Regions from separate parts of the Mus musculus genome. Here region 1 is linked to region 2. The links are chromatin contacts, called in public Hi-C maps. All regions are on one chromosome and are shown on one strand. The core of a region is the stretch at or near the end of the contact, and the rest is flanking DNA. Distances in the headings are between cores, read along the strand shown.

Region 1 (6,558 bases), core at 2,709-5,208, 74 kb before region 2:
GCAAATCATCGGATTTCTATTTTCTGGAGAGTATTTTTATAAACAAGTGGTCCCCACAAAAAGAAAATGGCGGCACTGGACACTTCTGAAGTCAAGCTTTTGACTCCAGCATTCTGCACGTAGGAATTATGCTAACACTGTAATCAGAGCCACAGCTGAAGATTTATATTCTGAGATGTTTATCATAGTGATGTTTAAGTCATAAAAAAAACTAGAAATAATCTAAATATACAATAATGGGAATGGCTAAGTGGAATAATAAATCAACAGTAAAATATTTTCCACAGGGCATAAAAAAAGCTAAAACAGCTCATTAGATAAACATACTTATCACCAAGCCTCCTGACCTGAGTCCAAAGCCCAGGACCCACATGGCAGAAGGAGGGAACTTGATCCCTGCAAGTTGTCCCTCTGACCTCTTCACTAGCACAGTGGCACACACACTACCATATGCATATGTAAGACAAACTATATGTCAAAACTGTTAAGACTTTATATAAATTTGTGTTGATGGGAGAGATCTCATTAGTCTTTATCTGAATATCTCATGAAGTCTACTAGAAGTTATAATTGAAAAGCAGTGCATATGGATAACCAGATTAAATTTGTTTGAAATTAAAATCAGTTTTGAGACAGATGACACTCAATTACTAAGATCATTTGATAGATGATAGATAGATGATAGATTGATAGGTAGATACTTATAAATGTATCTATACTTTTATCTTTATACATATGTATATACATATATTATACTTAAACAGAGACAGTAAGACACAAGAAGAAAAAAGAAATATATTCTTTTATATCAAATTAATATCGCTGGGTATTTAATGCTTAAGAGTTATTTTAGTCTCCTCTTTCAACTTGACCATATTACCCAATGTTTCTACATATAATATGTTACCAAAGGGCTTTAGACCTCATCAATTTCAATTCTTTTCTAAATTCTTCCTCACTTGGGAGAGGCATGCAGAGGTCAGAAGACAACTTTGTGGATTCGGTTCTCTCCTTCCACCTTTATATGGGTCAACCTCAGGTCACTAACAGGGCTTGCAGGGACAGTGCCCTAACCCGCTGAGCCATCAAGAATATAAGATGCTGCTGTAGGGTATATGACTTTCAGACTAGTCATATGCATGTCCATTGGCTGCTCAGAGGATCTCAGGCATTTCAGGGCTAACAGGGACCCAAGCTTAGGGAGGGCCACCCCAGCCTTACGCTCAACCATCTCCGTTTTGCTTTTATTCTGCATATATTTATAACTCGATGTCAAGCCAAACTCTTTTTAATGTACAGATAAGGGGATTTCCTTTAAAAGTGAAAGGTCCTGCCTAAGTTCACACAGCTTGTTGGTGGAAGATCTCATGGGTCAGAACTCAGGCTTATGCATGCAAATTACCTTTCATCCACTCTGTGGTTCTCTCTGTGCACTGAAAATTGTAATGTTCTCAGTCACTCATCTTATAGTGGCTAAGAGGCTCACATGGGACCAGTCCTTCTCTTGCAAAGCACTTTCTCCCTTAAAATCTCTCCGATTCAGTGACTGCAGAACTGGACAAAGGAGCCCTGTTTTGGTAGCAGCCCGAAAGCCAGTTAGAAATGAAGTATGAAACTTCTTTCACTATGCCACTCCGTCTTTAAAATATCATTGGTCTGCCTCCTCAGTCTTCCACATAAGACTTCAAACTGTGACTATGTACAGATGACGAACTTCCTAAGGACAGCTTCCTGCCTGCCCTGTGTTAGATTACTATTCAAGCATCACATACAAAACCAGGGGGGAAAATGTAAAGGAACAGTTTGAGGATACGTGTTTTTAACTTAGCTGGCACATATGTAAAGAAAACATGCAGAAAACCTTCAAGATCATGTTGCCTTTGAATAATTTCTGGTGCTATTTTATAACAATATTGAAAATTATTCCCCTTGAATTTATGTTACTTTAACTAGGGCAACTCTGAGCACCAAGGAATCCAAATGTCCTGGGATTGTATTTAAATGACAATGCCTGCACAGCAGGCAACAATTGTCTAACAGAACAAAGTGTTTCCTTCTACTGCAACAAGATCTCACTGTGTACCCCTGGCTGGCAAAGAAATTGCTGTGTAGACCATGTTGTCCTTCACCTTGAACTCACAGAGATCTGCCTGTCTCTGCCTCCTAAGTGAGAGAATCAAATGTGTCTACCACCATGCCCAGTTTAAAGCTTCATCTTAAAAAAAAAAAAAAGAGGGGGGGAGGGGAGAGAGAAAGGAAGAAAGGGAGGGAGGGAGGGAGGGAGGGAGGGAGGGAGGGAGGGAGGGAGGGAGGGAGGAAGGGAGGAAGCAAGCAAGCAAGCAAACAAGCAAGCAAGCAGAAAGCAAGATTGAAGCTCTGCAAAGACAAGTCTTTAAGGACTCAAGTGAGGAAACCTTGTGATAGTCTTGAAGATAATATAGAGATGGAAGAGAGGAAGAGAGACAGGAACAGAATAATGTTGTAGGTAGGATTCAAATCTGAATACACAAAGTGGCCTGAACCATTATAAAATCTCAGTCACAAACTCAAACCCAACTTCAGGTCTTCCCATGCCCTCCAATGCAGTATCCCACTCGCTTTCAGTGACACAGTTGCTTCTTCTTCATGTGCCTACTGTTCTGGGACATTATTCATCTTCTTGTGTACAAAGAGGAAATGGCTTATGCTTGGTTTAAAACCCTGGAAAACACTCCCCCCAGAGCAATGACCAGTTTGTATCTTTCGAGCAGCTGAGATCAAAGTGATTTAAAATGTTTATTTTTAAAGTAAACCATTTACACCAATCTATGGGAAAAAAATTTTTTTTCTTTAAGACTTGTATTCGTCTTCGTTAAATCTTTACAGGCAGACCGAAATCACCTGGAGTATCTAAGGTGGCCTTATCAGGATGGTGGGACCTGTTTGATCCGGCGCTATCTCCATGTCATCTCCATAGGAAGTGGAAATAAGGCTGGGCAGGAAAATGCAAAAGACCAGACCTTGCTAGCCAGATGCACCTTGAGCCTGGTCCTCAAAGGATAGACGCCACATGGCTCTACCTGGAAAAAAAGTAAACAAACAAACAAAAAAACAAACAAAACAAAACAAAAAACCCCACAAAAACAAAAACAAACAAACAAACAAAAAAACCAGAATGGTGAAAGACACCGTTTCAGGGAATCTTTTACGAAGGTAACCTTTGTGACTCTCCAGCTTCTTTCCCCAAAGAAGGAATTCCTAACTTAAAATCCAGCTCTTAACACATTATAGCACATGCCACACAACAGTAGATAGGAAATTCCACAAGGCCCTTGGGGGAGGGGGAGCCCACTCCTCTCCTTTTCCCATCTGAAGGGTGATTTGAATTACATGGGGAGGGGGTCGCTTTATCTTCGGGAGGAGGGGCTTTCCCAGCCCCCTGGCTTTATTTCACATCTCAGGCACACAACGCTTCTTTTATGAAAACCCAGCTTAAATATTAATGTGTGTTTTCTTAAGGAAGTGGAAGGCAAATCAACTTCCTGGTAACCAGGGTATCTGATTTCTAAAATGGTCTAACGCTGATTGTCACAGGTCTGCCAGATGTGAGGGCTAAACCTCTGAAAAAAAAAAAAAAACGGAAAGGCAGGCTTTCATGCCCACTGCTGTGCGGGTCCCCACTGCTGTGAGGGTCCCACGCCTCCTGGAGTTACATCCTCTGCTGCTGTGTTTTTGTTAGCTCGCTGCCGGAAGTCCTCAACAGCCCAACTTGTTTTCTGATCCTTTAAGGACACTCCTAGCCCTCTGTCAGCCCTGAAATTGAGAGTGTGTTTGTGTTGGTAAGTGTGGTGGACTAATTAAAATAACGAGAGTTATCTTGAGCAGGGCCACTTGAACATAACGGGAAAGGAGGTTACCCAAGAGTTTGCTACAAAGCCTATTTTGAGTCAACCTTTGTTCTGTACACTCCTGTTACCTCCTGCATCCAGAAACAATGTCTTTTGTTACCAACTCCCCACCACCACCTCCCTTCTGGAAGGCTGGGTTTGTTTACTGACATTTTCAATACCAAGCAATACAAAGGGTATTTCCTTATATTAACTCCAAATGTCACCCCCCCCCCAAAAAAAAAAAAAGAAAAAGAAAAAAGAAAGAAAGGAAGAGGAAAGAAAAGAAAGGGAAAGAAAAGAAAAAGAAAAAATTTGCCTGTAAAGAAGCCTGTCTCACCAGATAAGATACCAGTAGTTCAGAATACACACACACACACACACACACACACACACACACACACACACACACACACACACACACAAAATCTTGCTCTTTGATTTGGACTTCATGGGTCTACCAGAACCTATGTTTCACCTTTTTTGCTATGTCATTTCAAAGCCACTGGCACTTCATTGCTTGGTCCAGAAGAGGATGGGCCACTTTTAGCTGCTGCTTTTAAAATGCTTACAATGAGCCAGATATGGTAACACAAGCCTTTAATCCCAGCACTCAGGAGGCAGAAACATATGGAGCTCTGTGAGTTCAAGGCCAGCCTGGCCTACAATCTGAGGAACTCCAGCTCTCTGTACTCAGAGGCTAAATTATGACCTGTGCCCCTTCAGTTCATATATAGAAGTTCTAACTGCTAGAGCCCTAAGTGTGAATGTATTTACAATAGTGTGTTTAAAGAAGTAATTAAAATAAACCAAGGTCATTAGAAGAGCCCTTATCTAGAATGGCTGTTGTCCATAATATATGAATAGGTCAGCAGATACCAGCACGGCAGAAAGAGACAATGCAAAGACACAAGAAGAAGATGGTGTCAGTTAACCAAGAAGGAGGTCCTCCGAGGAAGGCAGCCATGCTGACACCTTGACTCTGGCCTCCCAGATCTGTGAGGAAGTACACTTCTGGGGTTTAGGTAGTCCACCCTGTGGCACTTCCTTGTGACAGAGCCAGCTAGCACTTGGGTACCCTCAACAACTGATAAGCTTAAAAATAAGTCAGGGCTGGAAAGATGGCTCAGCAGAGAGTGGATAGTGTTCTTGCAGAAGACCTGAGTTCCCTTCAATCCTCTGGAAGTCTAGATCCAGAGGGACCTGATGCCGCTGGCTGCCAAAGGTGCCCACGTATAGTCATACATACACGTAATTCAAAATAATAAAAAATAAATCTTTTTTTTTACTTTAAAACAGACCTCTACGCTACCAGAGAATAATACATAGATAATAAATCAATTTTCAAAGAGATTTTACCCTATAAATATTCATTAAACACTGAGGCAAATCTAGAGAGCAGGGATGTGAACCAAACTGGGCATAACTTCTGTCCTCACTAAGCTTCCAGGCTGAAGGAAGAAGACAGACACTAGATAGACATGTAAGGAGCACAACATGAATACTCTATTAATTAACACTCCCTGATGGAGCCCAGCCCAGCATCAGAGAGTGACTATAGGGAGAGAGGGACTCACAGGGCCTCCTGTAGGGTGGGTTTGAACCATGAGGTCTAGGTAATGGGTAAGGAAGGCCCTCCAGACACAGCTCTAGCTCCAGAAGAGCCCAGGGCATGAGTGAGATTGGAAGGCCTGAATGTCATGTCTGAGGTGCAGCAGAGGGACAGAGCCAGCGTCCCATGTGCACATGAAGCTGAATCCAGATTGATGTAACCATTGAAAAGACAATGAAGGATTTCAGCTTACTGCCCCATCTCCTACAGTAACTACAAGACCCAGCCTACACTAAAGGCAGGAAACATTTTCTATCCTATGTATGTTGTTCACACACCTTGTGATCAAAGGCATTGACTCTGAATGAAAACATTCCGTGTTAAAAGAAAGGGGGCCTCCCAGGCCATTGGCAATCTGGATGGATGTATAGCTAGACCCAGAGTGGGTAGATTCACATTTATCCCCACTCCTTTTAAAGAGTGACTTCTAAAATTCTCTTCAGCTGTGATAGCATCAACACTCAGCTTTCTGAACACATAGTGTAAAACATTATCTTTTATGATTTCTTCTCCCAGTCTTTGGGGATTCATGGTTAGTGAATCTCAGCACTTCAGTCTCACAGAAACAGACTGAAAACTTGAGTTCTGCAGAAGCCTCAGGATTCGTGAGAATTGCTTAACAGGAATGGTACATGTATGAGAAGATGCAGCAAAGGGGTGTTTTCTCTAGTGACTGTCACCATGTATACAAAGTTAACAGACAGAAGGAAGGCTTAGTCATGTTACAATTTAAAATAGCTACTGTGCTTTGAATGATGCCAAATGCTTTCCAAAGAGCCACACTACTTCTCACTTAATTCTTGTAGTTTGGGACAAATAGAAAGATCCAACTGGCTTCCCAAGACAACCTCAGTGACCAAAGTCTGTTGTTGACCACGGATGCCTGTTTCCTTCTTTATCCTGACGTGATAACATTGCCAATATTGATCTGGACACCCAAAATAAAAACTGCATATTCCAGACCCCCTTAAAACAATGTCACCATATGATCAAACGGTAGCCAAAGACACAAGAGGATAGTGGATGTCTGCAGTATCCAATGTCATTGGAAGGAAGGGGTCCCCCCTGTGCCTTTCTTCC
Region 2 (7,563 bases), core at 3,063-5,562:
GGCTACACAGAGAAACCCTGTCTCAAAAAAAAAACCAAAAAACAAAAAACAAAAAAACCTGAGATTAGACTTAGGGTGCCTACATGACTCTACTTCGTGAGTCACCAGTGACCTGGGGCTTTTTCTCTTTGTGCCCATCCATGTCTCATTGGCCCTAAAATTCCTGTGGTTGATTTCTCCACCTTGACCTGCCCCCCTTCCTTTCATTCTTGGAACCCTATATACTCAAAGTTCTTTCTAATTCGACAGTGTGACCTTCTTATTCAATATGAGCATTCCTCTCAAGAATGGAATCATTGAGTCCTCTCTTCTTATTCTGAATTCTCAACCTCATCTTCCACAGAGCCTCAGTTCTTGCCTTTGAGAAGCAGAGTTTGAAGCTGGTTATCTTTCACCAAGTCCCTCTCGCCAGCTCCAGGCCACAAGACTGCTCTGCTGTAAACCTTCACAGAGCAACCCTGCTTAGACCACAAACACTTCTTTAGGTGGCCTCTAAAATCCCTCTCCCATCTTCTCTCTCTCTCTCTCTCTCTCTCTCTCTCTCTCTCTCTCTCTCTCTCTCTCTCTCTCACACACACACACACACACACACACACACACACACACTGATATGACTCACCTACAAATATTTCCTCCCTCCTCTCCATCCTCAGAGTCCTTTACCCACCATCACATCAAACCCTTTGCCCAGTGACGTCTCATTAGCTGCTCAAAGCTTCCATCTTCAAGCTTTCCCACTATGGCATGAAATTTCCTTACTCTAAATTCCACAAGGCTTTGCACATAGAAGGTACTAACAATAAAGATACATCATCACCACAACTGTAGGGAACCAGGTACATCCAGGTTTGATAGACACCAAACCTCCCTTCAATGCTTTCTTACCATCAGCTACTTAGAGCCAAAAAGTACCAAACTTGGCCAGGCACAGATGAGTTCTCTACTACTGCTTCTATTAATACTGCTTCAAGTCATAACAGTATTTCCATTCTGACTCTGCCAAGCATCAAGGTAAGAATTTATAGGGACTATAGCGTTTAACCTTCACTACCACCCTAGGAGATAACATTTAAAACCCCATTTCACAAATGGGACAGCTGAAGCCTGGAGTCCACTGAGTCACTTCCTGCCTTTTAAAGGGCTTGGCTGAATAAAAACAGAGAGTAGGTGTCATTGCAAAGGCAGGGTGTCCTATGGAGTTAAAAGCACCCGGTACCCTGGACAACTTATAAGGGGTTATGACTTGGGCCAATGGCCAGAGGTGCTTCCCTGGGAAAGCCACACATAACTGAGTGGAGGCAATCAGACTAAACCTGCAAACAAGTAAGGAAAAAACACAAAAACCCACCCTATCACATAAGCAGGCTAGCCTTGAGAGTTTCAAGGTTCTTTTGCAAAATAAAATAAGCAAGAACCTGGGGGTTAGAGAGATGGCTCAATGGTTAAGAGCAACAACTGCTCTTCCAAAGGTCATGAGTTCAAATCCCAGCAACCACATGGTGGTTCACAACCATCCATAATGAGATCTGACTCTCTCTTCTGGTGCGTCTGAAGTCAGCTACAGTGTACTTATGTTAAATAAATAAATAAAGCAAGCAAGCAAGCAAGCAAGCAAGCAAGCAAGCACCTTCCTTAGATAGGTGCCTCTGGCCTGCCATCTCCCTGGGTACTGGAAATGAAGAACTCCTGCCGCCTGAAGTCTGCTGGAGAGCTGGGTATCAAGTCCCCCTACTAAGCTGAGTCCCCAGTTTTCATTTGCATTGAAACACAGAAGTTAGGGTACTCATATAAGCAAACCCCTTATAGAATCCCACTCTTAAAAAAATAAATGAAAGGATTCATAGAGCCATATTATCTGTAGAACTTCACAACCATAAATGACTGGTGTGATATTCTAAGTCACCAAAGGCAGAAGTGCTCTGCATCTTCAAATCAAAGAGAGTTTTTCTCTCAGTGTCAACAATTATAAACTAATGATGGTAATTTCTTTAGCCATGTCACACAATGGGGTCACCTTCTCCACAAAACACAATGTTTTTTTTCTCTCTCTCTCCTTCTCCTCCCCCTTCTTCTTAATTTACAGCACCTGAGACAGGACTGTCCCTTGCTTATCGTTTCCTTTTCCCTTCCATTTGCCTGTAATGAACAGAACGCACCAAGCCCTTTCTTGTGGATCGAAATTCTGTCTCCTTCATCATAGCCAGTGTACTATAAACATACAGCTTTTGTGACATCAACGCAAAGTTTTATTGTGCCGTTAGCTTTGACAGAAAGCACTGCAGAAAGTTGTTTAGAAATTAAATATCTAAAACAAGCTATTTTAAAATCCAGGGCCTTCACTATTTCATGTCTGCAATGAAGAAATTTTATCTTGGGGAGAGCAAGCTGTCTTTCACACCATATGGCTAATGGTGGTGCATAGCAATTAGCCAGGCTGATTAATGGTGAACAGATTCTAATTTTATGCTTATAATTGAGGCTGCATTTGCACCCCTGGTGCAAATTCAGCACATCCCAACTTCCACTTACAACAGGCAAGAAATCAAGAGAAATAGGATGGTATGGAAAGTGAGAATTTTTTTTTCCTAAAGCCCCCTAAAGAGCATCAGATTTGCAATTTAAAAGACTGTTAGCCACACAATAGATGACAGGTTTGTGTAATGGGGTCATGGTAGCCTGTAAACAAACAGTACCCCTTCCACATCTATAGGCAGCCGGAGAGAGCAGTAATCTGTAACATTAGCAAGATGACATTTGGAATATGGCTTTCCCTCTTAGCCACTCGGTACAAACAGCGTCATTTGCCTTCCATGGCTTGAGAATTTTATTTTTTGCTATTTTTATGTTTCTGAAAAATAGAGAGAACGCGAGCAGTAAAGCACACCAACCAGCATAATAAAGCACTTTGGACCAATGAATTTTAAAAACAAGGAAAATATAAACTGCATTAATAGAGGGGGGCCCTGCGCATGAGAGGCATAATATATCTCTAAGTAGTTCAGGAATAGAATTCTCTCCAGCATAATCCAAACATATGCAGATACGAAATGCAAATCGATGATGTATAGCTAGTGCTTGGCCTGTTCCTGAAATCCATCTTCCTGTTTCCTGTTCTGCTACAGCCACACGCAGCTCTACATGGAGAGGGCAGTCTAATGGCGTGTTAATTGTAGAAGGCTAAAATGATAGAGCTGTGGTTGGGGGAACAGTAACACAGACGAGGTTACGATTTACTTAGGTTACATTTTTTAAACCGGGGCTTGCTCCTTTCCTTCTAAAAAGGTGCCACTCAGCCAGATTATATCCAGGTCATACACACAGGGTAAAACTAACTCGTTCTACTGATGAAGAAATTCCACCCTGTTTAGGAGTGTTCCACTACTGTCTTAAGTCTGGAGGAAAAAAAAAAACAACCTGGTTTTTAGAATAATTAACAGGTTTTATAAATCACTGAAGTGAAAATGTGTGAAGCGCTTATATATCTTAGAACTATAAATCAGAAGTATTTCTAAAAAGAAAAAAAGCAGAATTTTTATAGATACAAATGTTAATGTTTGGGATGTCACTCGGAAAACACAACACACTTTTGAGTCTTTTTCCACCTGTAGAGTTGTAAGATTGTTTGCCCCAAGAGTCCATGAGTGGCCGGTAAGGGCTTCCCATGCTGAGAAGGCAGCTGAAGACCCATGTAGACTGGTCAGTGACATTCACCAGCCAAACACACATTGTGCCAGAGAGAGGCTGCTCAGCTAACAAAGCAATTAGGAACTCTCCTCTGATGTCAAGTGTGGCATCTCCCTGCTTTATCTAATTACTTGGGAGATGTTGAGAGCAAAATGCTGGGTTATTTTACAAGGAATAAGAGTGTAAGTTAAAAGGCTGCCCTTATCCCTCTGCTGCATAGGCCTGGCTGAGGCCACCAAGGGGCACTGTGGTCTCAGATGACACTTCAGCATGATCACAGCAGAAAGAGATTCATCTGTGAGGAACATGAATTATTAGACCTTTTGTGGTCTCCTTTTCATTTTCCTTCCCCCAAAACCCCAAAGCAAACCACCCCCAAGAAATATTAGCTTCATGCTCAGATATGAACAGGATTACTAAAAGACCATCTACAGGAGAAAAGAAGAGACAGAGAGAGACAGAGACAGAAAGAGACAGAGATGAGTTTAGGCTCAGGTATGGGGTGTTATAGTAAGCAGAACTCAAAGGAGGAAGTATGACTTTCAAGTTGCCCCCAACAGAAGCCTCTGCTGACTTCAAGAGAACTCATATTTTACTAAGCATGCAGATGAGTGCAAATGTCACCAAAAAGGAAATTATACTCTATGTCACTCCACTGCGAAGGAAGAGGGAGGTTGCTGCTCTGTGGCCATGAACAGTGAGGTACCAAAAAACGCAAACTAATGTCTCCCAAGATGAAATGTAATAAACAACTGAGAACCGACATGATCCTTGACCAAATTACCAAATGTGTCTGATAATTCTTCCAGACCATTTACCAAACGCAAAATAAACATATTCCCCACCCCCCAATGGAACTGATTTCACCTAGACTTGAGATCCAAATTCATCTTTACTTCAGAGAGAGAAAGAGAGAGGAAATTTCTTACCTGCACATGATCTCGTGTGTGAGCAATACTCGGCACATTTCAGGGTTCTTGTCTTGGCCTTCATACACTATGGCCTGAAAGTAAAGGCATGTTTTTAGCTAAAAATAGAAACAAGTAGCAGAGGGTTATGTATAACAATCCCGTTCTTCACTGCCTCGCCCCTGCTGGGGGCCAATTAACTTTTAGGAGCAAAAAGCCTCACTGGGCTGATTATTTCAGGACACATTGGTCAGGATCAGCCCAAATTGAGTGGAATGGGATCTGATCCTCTCTGCCCTATCAGCCACCTCATTATGCACATCTTTGGACCAAAGCATGTGATAGGCATCTGTTGTCAAGACAACCATAATTCTCTTTTCAATACAGAATAAAAATAAGTCTAATCAATAAAGAGGGGAGATCCAGAAGGCTGAAGAGGTTGCAATATTTTGTATTTCAAATGGAGAGAGGCCATGTGCGTTTGATCGGCCAGCCACGTACATTTGCTTCCGCACTGCTCCCAGCGTGTTCTACTGGAAAGTAGCAGGAAATGGGTATGGGGAAAGCTGGATGTCTATGCATCGTCAAAGTCATTTCTGAAGCGATTCCATCAGGGGAAACCCCCTCTTCCTACCGAGAGGCTGAGAGCAAGCGCTTTTGCAGGGTGTACACCCGCCCAGAAGGGAACCCTTGCCAGCATATGCTGTGTGGGGGGGTGAAATCACAGAGTCAGCTCCTTAAGCAGAGAATTACATCTCACTCTCAAAATCTGGATTCCCTCAACCGCCAGCCACGGGCGCTTTGCTCTCTTTTCCTTTTTGCAACACAATCACATTTTGCTTTGGGACACCCACCAAGTTCCCCAAAACCTCAAGCTTGCTCATGGACCTACAGGTCACTGTCCCAGCCAAAGAGACACACAACGCTATTGGTAGACTGGGCTTCTGCATCAGCATACATTTAACTCACTTAACACTGTATCACTGCATAATACTAATATAACACAGCTTCAAATTGTTAATAAAATTACTTTCACACATTCACAGAACCCTCAGTTTCTTAGTGACAAAAACTATTTAAATTAACCAGAGGTTATTCTTATTATTATGTGGTTCATAAAAGGACTTCTGTGCCTAACTGGTCATTCTCATGCACCATGGTTTTGAACTTGGAGACAGAACCACCGTGACTTAAGACCCAGTGTAGACAGATCCCTGGGTCATGACCTGATTACAGTTTACAGTATCTAGACACAGAGCAAAGCTAACTTTACAACAAATTAAAATGAAGGAAAAAAAGAAAAGCACACATCCCTAACATTGGTCTATCAAAACTACCTACCTTTTATGGCTAGCTCATCATAACCTTGTATTTTAAAAATAAATAAATTGTTTTTACTTCAACTGTAGACTTCTAAAACGGTTGAAAGAACATGCTTAGAGGCCCAGGATGGATATTCATTGCCCAGATTCCTCAAACGCCTGCATTTTACTAAATTTGCTTCCTATTTTTCTTTTTCCCCCTAAATCACTTTTTAGCAAATTGCAGATTTATCCTCAATATCTCTGCATGCATTTCCTGAAAACAAGGCTTTTTCATGCATAATCGCAGCACAATTATCTAAATCAGAAAATTAGCATTGATACAATAGAATAATCTAATCTCCAGACCTTATTGAGATTTACCAATTACCTAATAATGTCCTTTACAGCGAAAGAAAATCCTGTGCTAATCACCGCGCTCAGCTGTCATGTCTCCTTTCATTCCGAATATCCTCCAGTCGTTGTGGTTCATGGCATTGACATTGTTGCAAATACAGGACAGTTACTTTGTAGAATATCCTTCCGTTTGGGTTCTATTCTGGTTCTCCAGCTCATATGAAAGTCTTAGACTTCAAGGTGGGACAACAGCACAGAGCGATGCTGAATTCCCTCCGAACCAGGTTCTCCTTATCCACAGGTTTAGGAACAGCATATACTCTGACTCATTCTGTTAGAGTGATGCTCACCATCTACCAGTGACCACAGGCTAGCTTCTCACAATATAAGGTTACATCTTATCACTGTGCTCTGGGGCAATAACTTGCACCGTGTTAAAGTCCTTTGATGTGTCAAATCTTTCGTCACTAGTCTTAGTGTGAACACATAACTCTTCCTTTATTCTTATTATATTTGTTTATCAAATTGGGAGGGCTAATGCCATTGTGTGTTGTGAGTGTGTGTGTGTTGTGAGTGTTTGTGTGTTGTGAGTGTTTGTGTGTGTGTGTGTGTGTGTGTGTGTGTGTGTGTGTGTGTGGTGTGTGGTGTGTATAAGATCAAAGAACAAATTTCAGGAGTTGGTTCTCTCTCTTTCCATCATGTGGAGATGAGAACTGAACTCAGGTCTCCAGGCTTGCTCAGCAAGCCCCTTTACCGTCTAAACCTTCTCACTGGCCCTTTTGCCAATATTCTTAAAAGGCTTCTTCAAATGCCCTAAAAGTTGCTTTATTCAAGAAAATGCATTAATTAAAAATATTCTGAAAACCAAAAATTGATGCAAGTGGAATGGCTCAGAAGGTAAAGATGTCTGCCAAAAAGCCTTGAGATCAATTAACACTGTGAAAGGAAAGAACCAACAATTGTCCTTTGACCTCCACACATACACTGCAGCATTCAGGAGCCCTCACACATATATGAGCATGCGTGTGCACTCGAGCACACAATCTAAATAATAAATAATTTTAATACTTTTTAAAAACATGTATGTGTCTCTTCTATTTTCTGCCATCACTGTTTTTTTTTAAAAAAATTCAAGAAAGGAAGAAAGAAAACACAGTAAATTACTGATTGGATCTCAAGTCTAGTGCTAAAAAATTCAAATGACGCATTTCTGCTAACTCCTATTATCACTAAATCAGCTCTATGTTCTCCTAAAACTCTACATAACCTCTGTGTCAGCTTCAGTGTTTGCCTTGCTAAACTAAAATAATAAT

Evidence for each region. A called contact is a pair of places that touch in the nucleus more often than the background predicts.
Region 1: a contact with region 2 is called in a Hi-C map of B cells, with 1.5 times the contacts expected there. The contact joins two enhancer-like sites. A contact is called at or near these places in 1 of 15 datasets of contacts at CTCF or cohesin (the NIH/3T3 cell line), 12 of 484 Hi-C or Micro-C datasets (the 3T3-L1 cell line, B cells, the C2C12 cell line and 5 more), 3 of 115 datasets of contacts at active chromatin or transcription factors (embryonic hindbrain, embryonic stem cells and heart atrium) and 2 of 9 other capture datasets (adipose tissue and liver).

What each region holds. Positions count from the first base shown.
Region 1 is chr11:44,704,886-44,711,443 of GRCm38.p6, reverse strand. All of the region lies in intron 6 of Ebf1 (early B cell factor 1), which reads right to left. Among named protein-coding and RNA genes, the nearest start is that of Ebf1, 90 kb to the right of the region's middle. Within about 2 kb of position 3,958, at least 54 of the 459 cell types and tissues checked have an H3K27ac peak or open chromatin away from gene starts, as enhancers often do. A contact at or near this core is called in B cells, where this site is marked.
Region 2 is chr11:44,629,875-44,637,437 of GRCm38.p6, reverse strand. Ebf1 (early B cell factor 1) reads right to left here. Exons shown (of 16, transcript NM_007897.3): 5 at 4,614-4,687. Among named protein-coding and RNA genes, the nearest start is that of Ebf1, 16 kb to the right of the region's middle. Within about 2 kb of position 4,312, at least 11 of the 459 cell types and tissues checked have an H3K27ac peak or open chromatin away from gene starts, as enhancers often do. A contact at or near this core is called in B cells, where this site is marked.